2 separate regions of the Pan troglodytes genome follow, and region 1 is linked to region 2. The links are chromatin contacts, called in public HiChIP or PLAC-seq maps. All regions are on one chromosome and are shown on one strand. The core of a region is the stretch at or near the end of the contact, and the rest is flanking DNA. Distances in the headings are between cores, read along the strand shown. Region 1 holds the start of RPS17 (ribosomal protein S17). Region 2 holds the start of C15H15orf40 (chromosome 15 C15orf40 homolog).

Region 1 (2,700 bases), core at 9-2,508, 460 kb after region 2:
TTGGGAGGCTGAGGCAGGAGAATCGCTTGAACTTGGGAGGCAGAGGTTGCAGTGAGCCGAGATCGCGCCACTGCACTCCAGCCTGGGCGACAGCAAGACTCCGTCTCAAAAACAAAAACAAAAACAGAAAAAACCCTGATCTTTCACTTCGGGCCTGACAGCAGCTTGACTGGAAGTTTGCTCCCGCAGTTCTGAGATTCTGGCCTTTTCTTTTGTCCCATTGCTACTTTTTGCTGCCAGGGTTTCCTGTCCTTCAGGTTTCCATCCCCAATCAGTTGAGAGTCCGACTGGAGTACCCAAGGTGCGTTGAGGAATGAGGCACAGCCCTGGGTTTAACTCATCCAGCCTGGCCAGCTCAGCCTTCCCCTGTCAGGTGGGAGCCTAGGATTGCTGTCAGCCCAGGGAGCAGAGTTGGAAGAAGGGGGCAGGGCCCTACCTAGGCTGCGGCCCATCGGGGCAGCCTGCGCTGGTGGCTTCGGAAGGCCCTGGTTTGAGGATGGGTGTGGCAGGAACAGCCTGAAGATAGTGGATGGAGAAGGTGCCTGAGGTGTTGGGAGCTCTGCTGGTGAGCTGGGCCCTTCACGTCAATGTTAGAGGTTGTTACGTGCTAGGCGCTGTTCAAGCACTGGGAATTAGCTAAACAAAATGACCATTACTGTCATGGAGCTCACCCCTAGTTGAGAAAAATAAGCCGAATCACACGGCAAGTGCTAGGAAATATAAGCAGGGATAGTGAGGGAGTTATTTTACCTAAGTTTGAAGGGAAAGCCCTCTGATAAGGCGACATTTGAGCAAAGGCCCGGAAGAAATGAGATACGTCTCGCCCAGTCGCACCCTGTCTCTACCTGACAAGTCTCCGGCCCGCGGACTGAGTGGGGGACCTGGGCGGCCGCCATCCCCCACTTCCTCATTGTTCCACGGCCCTGGATCGCCTTCCTTTCTCGGTCCTCCCGAGGACCGGACGCTTCTCCTCTCCCTGGCGTGTGTGGAAGAGATGGACGCTACGCTAGAGCACATGGCACAGGCGGTCCCATTAAAAATCAGATGGGGGAGAGAAGCGAGCCCAAGTCAACCGAGGAGAGCGGGGAGCGGAAAGGGAGGAGCCGTCGGGGGCGGGACAGACACCGGCCCACCGGAGGGGCGCGCCGCCGCCGCCCCGCTCCACTCCGCCAGGGGGCGCTGTGTGGCTCCCGAGTAGGCTCAGAGCGACCGTGGCCGGGCGGAAGCGGCTTTCTGGCCTAAGCTTTAACAGGCTTCGCCTGTGCTTCCTGTTTCCTCTTTTACCAGGGACCCGCCAACATGGTAGGTGTTGTGGCTCGAGGCCGCCATCCTCCACAATCGTCCCCCATCTGCAGCTTCCCGCGGTCCTCAGCCCACAGAGAGGCCCTGGGCCGGGAAGGCGCAGAGCCCTGTCAGGCTGGAGCGCAACGGGCCGGCGGCTTCCGCATTAAGCCCGGCGCCCGGCACTGTTTAGCCGGGCCCTCTCCGGCTCAGCGCAGCCGGCGGTCCCCAACCACACCGGCCGGGGCTCGGCGCCGCACTCTTCCCAGAAGGTTGCGCTGGCTCGTGAGTGATCCTGTCCTCTCCACCCGCAGGGCCGCGTTCGCACCAAAACCGTGAAGAAGGCGGCCCGGGTCATCATAGAGAAATACTACACGCGCCTGGGCAACGACTTCCACACGAACAAGCGCGTGTGCGAGGAGATCGCCATTATCCCCAGCAAAAAGCTCCGCAACAAGATAGCAGGGTGAGTCGGGCCTTCCTCGGCCTCCGGGGCTCCGCGGTCTGTCTGTGTGCTCTGCCGCCCTCCGACTCGGGAAGAGACGGTGCCTTGGTGGTTTCGTTAGCCTGAGACTCCCTGGTGTCCCGGAGAAGGGCTAGAGCTTTGCGTGTGCAGGATTTCTCTTGTGAACCTAGGCTTGTGTCATGACTGGCCGCGGTGACCCTGGGTCGAAGGTAGCCACCGTCAGACCTCTTGCTTTGAAGCTACGTTGCTTTTAGTTGTCAACTTTTTTCTTTCTTTTTTTTTTCTTTTTTTTGAGACGGAATCTTGCCCTGGCGCCCAGGCTAGAGTGCAGTGGCGCCATCTCGGCTCACTGCAACCTCCGTCTCCCGGGTTCAAGCGATTGTCATGCCTCAGCCTTCCCAGTAGCTGGGATTAGAGGCACGTGCTACCACACTTGGCTAATTTTTGTATTTTTAGTAGACAACAGGGTTTCACAATGTTGACCAGGCTGGTCTCGAACACCTGACCTCAAGCGATCCGCCCGCCTCGGCCTCCCAAATTGCTGGGATTACAGGCGTGAGCCACCTCGCCCAGCTGGATGTCAACTTCTAATGCTTACTTCACAGTTGCAGTTACTGTTCGAGAGATTTATAGGCATATGGCCTGGAAGAATAGTGCCAAAGTCAACGTATTAATTGCCAAGTTATGTGAATTTGAAATTGGAAGAAAATGAAGGCTGTGAAGGGTCGTGAAACTGCGGGGCGGGGCGGGGCGAGTGGGGGGTGGGGCGCTTGATCATCATGAAGGAGAGTTTGAATAGAGAGTGAGAAACCAAAGGGAAGGAATGCTCAGGCCAGTGGAGGTTCTATGTGTAGGAGGTCCCAGGATAGTGAGTGCTCTTCCTTCTCACTGTGGAAAAGAACTAAAGCGGGTATTTATATATCCACATGTGCTCAGTACCAGGTGGGAGTTGA
Region 2 (2,700 bases), core at 128-2,627:
CTGTAACCTCTCTTCTCCTGGCTCTTTCCTACCAATCTTCAAATATGATAAAAATAAGTCTCTGAATGTCATGTGCCCCTCCAGATACCAATTGCTCCTTCACAGTGAAGTCACTGGATTATTCTCTACAATTATCTCCATTTCCTTCTCTCCACTAAAACTGCTGTAGCCCGGGTCACCAACACCACCCTGATTTCTAAATCTTGTGGCCACTTCTCAGTCGTTACATGTGACATGTTCTCTCCAGAGTGTTCATCACTGTTGATGTTCCCTCTTGAAGCGCCCTTCTTTAGCTGCCGTTACACCGTACTCCTACCTGGTCAGTGTCCTTTGGTGACTTCTCTACCTGCCCTTGCTGTTCTAACCTGGGCCCTCGTGCTCTTTACACACTCTCTCATCCATTTCCATAGCTTCAATTGCCATCTGCTTTCAGAAGATTCCAGAATCTCTATCACCAGCCTTGATTTCGCAAACTCCAGTCACATATATTCAGTTACCCCTTTAATATTTGTATTTGGATGTCCTGTGGGCATCTCAAACTCATTATGTCCAAAGCTGAACTCCTCACCTCGGCCTCCCAAACCTGTTCCTTGGGCCCCAAACCTGGGCATTTCCTTGACTCTTCCCCCTTATTCGCACATGCAGTCATTCCCAAGTTCTGATCATTTCAGTTCCTGAAGATCCTTGAAATGATCAGCGCTCCACCCTCCCTGCGGTTACTCTAGTTCAGGCCACTCTCTCCCATTTAGGGGGCGGATCTCCCTGTCTCTGGCTTTTCCTCTGTCGGCCACAGTGCAGCCGGTGTCTTTCTAAAACCCAACAAATTGGGCTGCTAATCCCTTGCTTGAAAGCCTTCAGTGACTCCATGATCTTGCCTCTGCTGATTTGTTTCATGTCTCGCCGTATCACATGTCGCAGTGTATTTCCTCTTCTTTTACATTGTGGGATCCGCTGCGCCTGGCACAAGGTAGGTGCGCCATCGATACGTGGAAGATTCACAAGGGCCAAGCCGCCACGAGGCTCTATATCGACTTGATGGCCACAGGCAGTGCGTGGGACTCTGCATCTGCTGCTTGGCTGTGGGAGCGAGAAGACACCTGGCCCTGTGCACTCCTTGCCGCGCTCTCCAATTCTGAGAAGTGACAATACCTTTCTTTCCCCGATTAGGAAAGAACACCAGAGGTGACACACCTTCCTATCAGCTGAGCAGGGTGGGCCAAGACACGGTGAGGCCTCAGCTCCGCAGCTCCACTTCCTGGGGCTCGGCCCGTTCCAGAACAAAAGAGGCTCGCGCATGTTCTGCGGCCACGAGACTCGCTCCCGCCGGCCTTAAGGTGTCGCCCTCTGGCCAGAGCGGATGTGCCGGGCGCTGGGGCCGCTCCTGCCGGCTACCTGCGCAAGCGCAGAGGGCTCTTCCGGCGCCTTCCCAGGCGGGGATGCTGCGGCACCTCCGGGCAACACCTAATACTCGGGGCTCCGCTCGGCTTCTTCGCGCCGAGATGCCTAAGAAGGCTGGTGCGACGACCAAGGCCAGTAGCAGGTCCCGTGGCGGCAGAGGGGTGGGCCTCAGGGGTACTTGTTGAAGAGCGCGGGAGAAGCGGGGCCCGGGAGTGAGTGGAGGCACTGCCAGCGGCTTGCCGTCTCTCAGTTCCGGGGCTCAGGACAGCCGCCGCCACCCCCAGAGCTGCGGCTCCTGCTGCCGTCGCCCCGCCTCAGTAGGCTGCGCTGCCGTCCACCCGGTGACTTCTGAGCGCTGGGCCCGGCGGCAGCCGAGCTCTCCTTGGGCTGCGTGTGCTGACCTTTGGCCTCCTACCCGCACTCCCAGTCCAGCAATTCATGTTCCCGCAGCGGCATGACCTGCGCTTCCCCAGGAGGCTGTATTCTGCTTTCTCCTCCCTTGCTTTGGCTGATCGCACCCCTTCTGTCAAGAATACAGCACTCCCATTTCCACCATCTTTGTTTGGCCAACCCCAGTCCGTTTCTCAGACTCAGCTCAAGCACTGCCTCCTGCTGGCAGCATTCTCCAGTGCCCCAATGCTGATTTGCCTGTGGGGTAATGTTCTGTGCCTATCTCATCGGTGCACTTAGCACAGTGTATTATAATTTTGTATGTTCTTTCTCCCTCGCAGCAGTCCGAGCTCCTTGAGAGCAAGGACCATGTACCTTTTCATCTTTACATATCCATTGCCTACATATTTGTTGAACCAAAGTTCCTAGCACAGCCCCTGTCCCATAACAGGCCTTTAAATATCAAGCACTATTGTTTTTTCCTCCCTTTCCCGCAACATGCAGACATACACACTTTCACCAACATTTATTAGCTCCGACTGCATGAGATACAATGATGAATAATAAATAATCCCTGCCCCCAAGGAATTGGAAATACAAAGCAGAGGGAGGAACAAGCATTAAGGTTTAGAAGCCAGAGTTAGGTTTTCTTGCAAGGGAGGAAAAAACATTGTTGGGTTGATGGGAACCCTTCGTGGGAAAATTGAGTAGAGCCTTGAAGGTTGTGGGAAAAGCGTTCTAGGTGGCCAGAAGTCCCTGGACACCACTGATGAGCCTAGTTTGTCTGTTAAGGGTGAAAGGGGGTAGTGGAAGAATCAAATTAAATGTGTGGGAAAATATTTTGTAACCTGTAAAGTTGTGTGGTTGTCATTTTAGGGTAAAAGCCAGAGCAAGGAACCAGAGAGACCACTT

The links. HiChIP or PLAC-seq counts read pairs in DNA pulled down with a chosen protein or histone mark.
Region 1: a contact with region 2 is called in an H3K4me3 HiChIP or PLAC-seq map of stem cell-derived excitatory neurons, with 2.7 times the contacts expected there. The contact joins the promoter of RPS17 here to the promoter of C15H15orf40 in region 2. A contact is called at or near these places in 1 of 7 Hi-C or Micro-C datasets (stem cell-derived neural progenitor cells) and 1 of 1 datasets of contacts at active chromatin or transcription factors (stem cell-derived excitatory neurons).

What each region holds. Positions count from the first base shown.
Region 1 is chr16:76,067,773-76,070,472 of NHGRI_mPanTro3-v2.0_pri, forward strand. It overlaps RPS17 (ribosomal protein S17), which reads left to right and starts at 1,259. Exons shown (of 5, transcript NM_001322790.2): 1 at 1,259-1,302; 2 at 1,596-1,747. The coding sequence starts at 1,300.
Region 2 is chr16:75,606,634-75,609,333 of NHGRI_mPanTro3-v2.0_pri, forward strand. C15H15orf40 (chromosome 15 C15orf40 homolog) reads left to right here and starts at 1,378. Exons shown (of 5, transcript XM_054667092.2): 1 at 1,378-1,529; 2 at 2,665-2,700. The coding sequence starts at 1,437.